Linked DNA regions of Sus scrofa: regions 1 and 3 are each linked to region 2. The links are chromatin contacts, called in public Hi-C maps. All regions are on one chromosome and are shown on one strand. The core of a region is the stretch at or near the end of the contact, and the rest is flanking DNA. Distances in the headings are between cores, read along the strand shown. Region 1 has its middle 220 kb from the start of MIR9858. Region 2 has its middle 79 kb from the start of MIR9858. Region 3 has its middle 130 kb from the start of ATP6V0D2.

Region 1 (2,700 bases), core at 33-2,532, 140 kb before region 2:
TTGAATTTTATTTTATTGGAATATAGTTGATTTATAACGTTATATTAGTTTCAATTATACATCAAAGTAAATCAGTCATACATATAATACATCCATTTTTCCCACACAAGTTATCACAAACTGTTGAGCAGATTTCCCTGTGCTATAGAATAGGTTCTCATTAATCATCTATTTTATATAGTAGGTGTATGTGTTATTCCCACCCTCTCAATTCTTCCCTCCCCACAGTGGTTTCACCTATGGTAAGCATTGAAATCTGTAAGTTTGTTTCTGTTTTTTCAAATATGTCTTTTTGCCGCATTTTTATTAGATTCTACATGTAAGTGATATCATATGATATTTGTCTTTCTCTGTCTGACTTACTTTACTTAGTATAATAATCTCTAAGCCCACCCATGTTGCTGCAAATGACATTTTTCATTCTTTTTATGGCTGAATAATATTCCATTGTATATATGTACCACTTCTTCTTTATCCATTCCTCTGTTAATAGACATTTTGATTGCTTCCAAATCTTGGCTATTGTAAATAGTGCTGCAGTGAGTATTGGGGTGCATGTATCCTTTCAAATTAGAAATTTCTCTAGATATATGCCCAGGAGTGGGACTGTTGGATCATATGGTAGTTCCATATTTAGTTTTTTAAGGAACCTACATACTGTTCTCTGTAGTGGTTGCATCAATTTACATTTCTACCAACAGTGAAGGAGGGTTTCCTTTTGTCCACACTCTCTCCAGCATTTATTGTTTGTTCACTTATTTATTTTTGCTTTTATTCCCCTTGCCTGAGGAGACATATCCCCCAAAATATTACTAAGATTAATGCCAAAAGAAACCTATATTTTCTTCTAGAAGTTTTACAAGTTCACATTTACATTTAATTCTTTAATCTGTTTTGAATTTATTTTTGCTCACAGTGGGGGAGAGTAGTCCAGTTTTATTCTTTTGCATGTAGCTATCCAGTTTTCCCATCCCCATTTATTGAAGAGGCTTGATTTTCCTCCATTGTATACTCTCGCCTCCTCTAATGCTTCAATCTTATTAAAAACAAAGCAGACAATGCAAACTCCTTGCTGTTACCCGGTTTGGTTGCCCACCTTGTTTATAACAACTAGAATTAATGAATTTGGAGTGTTTCCAAAACACAAGCCCTCTCACAAGTAATTGTCATTGTTGAAGATATTGGTTTACTGGACTTTTTATGAAACGAACTGAGGGTCAGAGGATCAGAGGTTGAATCTGGGTTTGTACACTTAGGATGTTGACTTTGTGAAAGTTATTATCTTCTTCAAGTCCCCGTGTCTTTGTCTGTTAAGTATGTTAACAGTGGTCTCTTCAAGTATGTTCTGAGCTCCTGATGCGTGTGCTTCCTTTCCATATATCATGCGATATCTGTTCTCATAAGGATTAGACAATGTTTGTGCACTGGTTCAATGAATAAAAGGTGTTATATATTTAACATATTTCAAGCCCTGAAAACAAATGAAAAAGTAGTTCTGAAAATGTTTTGATCATTGGCAGCTTCACCAGAGTAAATATTTGGCTTACCTAGGTGCCTGGAACTCAGTGACTATTTATCAAATGGATAAATTTACTGAGCACTGGGACTTCAGGAGAAAATCAATAGCCTTATTCATGGCCTGGCAGAACCTGTGAATAAATGAATGAATGATAACAGTTTCTAGTAAAATATACATTTGTGTATGTTAGGGCAGGTATCAGATGTTAACACTTGTACTTCATATCTTAAGAAAGGTTAAATCTGAAATCTAATTTTCTAGAGATGAAAATTCTGATTAATAATCTCCCAAAGGAAATAAAAAATACTTCTCTTCTTACTTTTCCTAGCCTGATCAGTGACTCTGAGCTCCGTTTATTCCTTCATTAATCATGTTGTCAAACACTTGGTGTGATAAGTGCTCAGGCAAATCCTTAATAAGACATTTACCCATACTTTGTGAAGCTCACATTTGTACTTTATAACTTCCCCAGATCCAAAGGTGGGCAGATAATCACAGTCAACTGCGGGTACCAATGCACCAATTACTTCTGCAGTAAGAGCATCTTCTTACTCTTAAGCTGCCTGAAAAGGCCTCTCCAGGCAAAACAAAAAGAGAGTTACCTGGAAAACTGAAGTCACATCAGAACAGCCTCCTACAGAGGACTGATGACCATGAGGGTCTAGGACAATTACCTATTGTCATTTTTCAATTTTAGTAATAGTAATATAATAGTAATAAATGTGTATAGTCCTCTAAGCATTATTTTCATTTCATGTATAAAAACTGGGAGTTCCTGTCGTGGCTCAGTGGTTAATGAATCTGACTAGCATCCATGAGGACACAAGTTCAATCCCTGGCCTCGATCAGTGGGTTAAGGACCCGGCATTGCCATGAGCTGTAGTGTAGGCCACAGATGTGGCTCAGATCCTGAGTTGCTGTGGCTGTGGTGTAGGCTGGCAACTGCAGCTCTGATTTGACCCCTAGCCTGGGAACCTCCATATGCTGTGGGTGCAGCCCTACAAAGCAAAACAAAACAAAACAAAACTGGAACTCAGAGACCCAAGTAAGCTTAGTTTGGGGATAACATACCGAAAATAAAATTTCAGGATTCCTAATTCCCAACCCAGAGCACATTCAAACAAACAATGCTGTCTGTCTTCTGGTGACTCGTTTCCTATTCATTTCTATATTAAAAATTC
Region 2 (2,700 bases), core at 122-2,621:
TCAGGATGAATTTGGGCACCAGAGGCATCTAAGACACATATTGCAAGGAAAATAAATAATTAAGAAATAGAATGCTATTCTATTGTCATTTTCAGACTCACACAAATTTCAAGCAATAAGTTATAGGTTAGCAGAGATACAGTTTTCACTCATTTTTCTCTGCAGAACACAAAGACAATTGAATTACGTGTAGGTGGTTCTATTAAGTGACTCATGTGTTGCAAACAAGTACCAGGTGCTTAGTTGCAAAGCTAGGGCTAATCAATAAATAATTCTTTCGGAAAGGAGACAGAATTCTCTATTTCCATAATAGTCCATTTATAGATATGTTAAATATTAAAAACTCTGGGGCAAGAATTAATCGTACATAAAATGATTTTAGCCATATTTCAGAGCTTTGGAAATCATATGCCTTATATTTTTGCCACTTTATTCTATGTTGATTTTAAAGCTTCTTTGCTTATTTATTTTTAGGGCACAGGAAAGATGTCAGGGTAACCTGTAATTTTCAAAAATGAAATCCTTCATATATTTTTGGAACATGAATTCTTTTTATCTACTTCATCTCATTCTAAAATCTATTTTAATATATCCATAGACTAAAAATAAAGATTAGATATAATTAAAGTATTAAAATTATTATTGCCTTGGGATTAAATTCAAGGGTTTTTTATTTTCTTCTTTGTTTTTTTTTTTTGGAATTTTCCAAATTTTCTGTAGTTCTTACATGTTATCTTTGTAATAAGAAACAATCCTACACTAAACATCATTTTTTAAAATTCAAATTCAAAAGAAAACACTTTGGTAACCATTTTTGTGACCCAAGATGGTTTTCATAAAAAATTCTTACAACGTAGGTCATGCATGGAGAGAATTTTCTAACACAATGAAAAAGAAACCATCACTTGATTTTATCTTAAATTAACTTCTTTCCAGGGATATTAATGCCTTAGTTTTAAAGGCCGTGCATGTAGAGTCCAAGAGGAACTGAACTTCATGTACAGTTCTTACAAGATAGAGTCCAGGTAGAAGTGTGGCAAGAATTACGAAATTCCACTGACCTTACTTTTGACTACAGGCAGGCAAACATACTACTTGTCATTTCGTGTCTAGACTAGTGATGACCTCCTATTTTCTGGATAGATTTATGCCTTATGTTCCTGTTAGGAATATTCTATTCCACAATTTCTCCTCCTGTACAGATGGAAAATTCCAGAAAGGGACCAGAAACACCTTACATAAGAGGGTTAGTGAGTTCATCAATCATTAACCACTGCAATCTCACCAAACCAGCTAAAAAGAGACTGAGGCTGATAGCCAGAGCTGATAATTCCATCAAATCCAAGGTGGATCTTTATGTAGTAAACCCTGGGTCATTTCCCAGGCCTTCCTCCTTTTCCAGAAACTGCTGGCATTGGTCAGCTGTTATTGCACCTGTAGAGCTGCAGCTCTTTGCTCTCATGCTCTTCCCCAGCACTGGTTGCAGAGTAGAACTCAGTTTTCCTGGGCCCTCTGTGCCATGTTGATTTCCGTGTCAACCATGCAGGCCCTTTTTGTTCATCAGGGCTTGGGACAGGGTGAGGCCATGGGGAGAATTGGTTGTTTTCTGTTTGTTTGTTTTTGCTCTGTTTGTTTTGGTTTTAATATTGAAAAGATTGGGGGAGTTCCCATTGTGGCACAGTAGAAACAATCTGACTAGGAACCATGAGGTTTCAGGTTTGGTCCCTGGCCTGGTTCAGTGAGTTAAGGATCTGGTGTTGCTCTGAGCTGTGGTGTAGGCCAGCAGCTGTAGCTCGGATTCAGCCACTAGCCTGGAAACTTTCCAGATGCCCTAAAAAAGAAAAAGAAAAGAAAAAAAAGTCTCCAGACATTACCAAATGTCTTCTTGGGAGGGGGGAGGGCAAGATCACTTCTGATTGAGACTATAAATTGCTTCTCTAGAAAAAAAAACAATTAATTTGTAATTATATGCTTATATGAATGATTATAAATATTGTCTCTTCCACTAGACTGTAAATTGTACAGAGGCAGGGATCACTTCTATGCTAAAATCTGCCCAGCTTCTGTTGCTGGCACATAGTAGCTATTCATTAAATATACATTGAATAATTAATTAATAAATTATTTGGCAAGTTTTATGAGCTATTACAATAATTCTAAAAATCCCAGGGTTAATCATTATCAGGAGAAAAATGGTTATTCCGGCTATGCAACAAAATATTTACAAAGTCTAACAATATCTAAAAGCCATGACATTTTGGAGGATATGTCATGATTTTTTCTCAAAATTTACAGACAAAAACTTGAAACTTAGATGTATAAGATATTTATATTATTTCAAAAGTTGATTTAAACTTTAATCTTCACTCTATTTCTCAAAAAAAAAACTATTTCTGAATATTTTTGGGTGTGAGAGTACATTTATTAATACTGATGTCAGATTGATAGCTCAGTACTCAAGGCATTTTATTTCTTAAATTTAATATAATTTTAAAACATTTTGATTACAAAATTAATTTCACTCAGTCTAAAAAATACAGAATTCAAATTATATAAAATAAAAGCTCCTAACTTTTCCCCAAACCAGTGATCTCCCCTGATTGCTTGAGAACGAATATATTTTGTTGTTGTTGTTGTTTTTGTCTGAAAAATATTTTTACTTAAATGATATGGTACTATACTTAGTTTTCTGCAACTAGA
Region 3 (2,700 bases), core at 41-2,540, 250 kb before region 2:
ACATGGAAGTTCCCAGGCTAGGGGTCAAAGTGGAGCTGCAGTTGCCAGCCTACACTACAGCCAAAACAACACAGGATCTGAGCCATGTCTATAACCTACACCACAGCTCACAGCAATGCTGGATCTTTAACCCACTGAGTGAGGCCAGGGATTGAACATACATCCTCATGGATACTAGTTGGATATATTTCTACTGCACCACAACGGGAACTCCATTTTTTTTTAGTACTTTAAATCTCCTTTCTCCTTCATTTTTGGTAATGAAAAGTATATTTCTTGCCCTTTTTTCCTAATTGTAATACAAATGATGGACAGTATTTTGAGTTAAAAAACTTATTTCTTGATAAATATCATAGATTTCCTCCACACTATAATCTCTGGACATAATTGATATCATTGCTATTATCATAAAAATGTAAGGACATTGTCACAAATGACAGTGCTGTACAAATCATCTAAAGCAAAATTTTTTCTCCTTTCAGAAATTCTACCTCTGAGAGTTTTTCCACATAAGATACAAGAGGAATTTGTTTTCGCTGGTTCCTCTTAATCATCAATAGCAAGATTATACTTATATGGGTATAATACTCAGTAATACCTGTACTAGTAATGTAATTTAGATGATATTTGGTAATTTATTTAGGTTTACAGAGCATCATTTAAATTTATTATCTAATTTAGTTTTCAAAAGGTATTATTCCCTCTTTTGACACATAAGCAAACTGAAGCTTGGGGAAGTGAAGGGAATTTGCTAAAGACGTACAGATGACAAGTAGCAAAGCCAAATGCAGGAGTATTTTGTCCACATCTCATGTGTACCATATTAGGGTTTGCAGAATAAATATAATACATGTTTTTGCCTTTAGGGAACTTGCTGTTTAGTTGGGAAAAATATTGATGCCATGAAAATAACTTGCATGGATGGCAGATGGATCATTGTCTTGGGACCAGAGGACTTTTGCAGCTCATAAAAACCTGTTTCTTTTAACTGAATAAAATTATATGTAAAGTGTAAAACAGAAAATCTTTTCACTGACAAAGGTGTTGTCACAGACATCTGTTGTCTGAGGATCTCAGAGACAATTTGAAATAAAGCTAGATTTACCTCCACATAAATGTTTATCAGCCAATTATCATGTCTTCCAACATCCATGCAATGTACAGCATAGATACACAGGGGAAGCCTGGTTGTGTCCTTAAGAAATGAACCCAGTTTTACATCCGGACCTGTGGCAGGACCAGCAGCATGACGCATGTCAGGCCTGTTGATTGAACAAGCTGCTCCAAGTGACCTCAGGCTCCGTCCTCTATAAAACTAGGAGGTTAATATTCAGCTGTGCTGTTAACTGGGGCATAAAAGTAGGGACAAGATTTGCAATCTGTTAATGTTTTCTTAAGCTCTTGTTAAGTAAGAGCTAAATCCACCATAAATGGGAGCAATATAAATTAAGCTGCTGTAATTAGCAGTCCAAATGTGTACCTTTGCAAAAGGTTATCTTTAATGCCTTTTTTTTTATTAACATAATCATGTGTTTTGGATAATCATAGCCATGGGGAAAAACTGGGAAATACAAAAGTCCTATTTCTCAGTCACACAGAAAGGAGTGGACTCCACAGCAAAGTATGGAAAATAATAGAGAAGACATCTATACATCTACCAAACCAGATTTAACAAATATTACCATATTTTCTTCAAATTAGTATTGGTAAAGAAATAAAGTGTTTAATGTAGCTGAGAAAAAAAAAAGAAAGAAAAAGGAAGAAAGAAAGAAAGAAAGAAAGAAAGAAAGAAAGAAAGAAAGAAAGAAAGAAAAAGAAATTAGTGTATTACAAATGAGCCACAACATAATTTGTTACAATAGTGTTGGGTAGTTAAGATATTTGGAGGGAGGAGACAGACCATTTAAAAGTAAGTTTTAGTATCTTGCTCTTTAAGGAGATGGTGTATGTAAGGCATACCCACAGTTTGGCACATAGGAGCTGTTCAAACACATGCTAGCGCTTATGAAGTTAGTGTTTGGGATAATCAGAGAATGTAGATCCTCTATCATTGTGTCCAGAGCCTTTCTTGCCCTTTTTTTTTTTTCTTTTTATAGCCACAGCTGAGGCATATGAAAGTTCCCAGGCTAGGGGTTCAATTGGAGCTGCAGTGGAGGCCTATGCCATAGCCATGGCAACACTGGATCCCAGCCACATCTGCAGCTTACACCACAGCTTGTGGTGACACTGCATCTTAACCCACTGAACAAGGCCAGGGATGGAACTTGCATCCTCATGGATGCTATGTTGTGTTCTTAACCCACAAAGCCACAATGGAAACTCCTTAAGCTTTAATATAGCTCTTACCTCACTGATGCCAATGCTGTTGACTTGACTGGTCTCACTCCTCAGGCTTGGAGCTTTCTTAGAATGAGGGTTTATCTTTCTCTCCCTGGCAACTGCTGCATCTCCTAGCAGACACTAGGTACTAAATAAGTATCTGTTAAAGTAATGCCTCTAGCCCAATGTTTCTCTGTTCAGTATTTCATATAGATGATCTGATTTTAGCTAATCAGAGTCAAAATTGAATCTCTCTAGATCAGAACATCATCTCTTACCTGTTCTCTCAGCAGCCTACCATACCAATCTCACCATCTCTCTTCTGCTTCACCCACCTTCTCACCTGTTATCATTCGTTCAGTTCTCATGATGGTGTCAGCA

The links. Hi-C and Micro-C count contacts between places; a contact is called where the count stands out from the background.
Region 1: a Hi-C map of liver shows a contact between it and region 2, with 17 times the contacts expected there. A contact is called at or near these places in 1 of 5 promoter capture datasets (liver) and 4 of 47 Hi-C or Micro-C datasets (epiblast stem cells, liver and skeletal muscle).
Region 3: a contact with region 2 is called in a Hi-C map of liver, with 2.0 times the contacts expected there. A contact is called at or near these places in 3 of 47 Hi-C or Micro-C datasets (liver and skeletal muscle).

The regions. Positions count from the first base shown.
Region 1 is chr4:50,990,144-50,992,843 of Sscrofa11.1, forward strand. No RefSeq gene overlaps it. Among named protein-coding and RNA genes, the nearest start is that of MIR9858, 220 kb to the right of the region's middle.
Region 2 is chr4:51,130,775-51,133,474 of Sscrofa11.1, forward strand. No RefSeq gene overlaps it. Among named protein-coding and RNA genes, the nearest start is that of MIR9858, 79 kb to the right of the region's middle.
Region 3 is chr4:50,881,516-50,884,215 of Sscrofa11.1, forward strand. No RefSeq gene overlaps it. Among named protein-coding and RNA genes, the nearest start is that of ATP6V0D2, 130 kb to the left of the region's middle.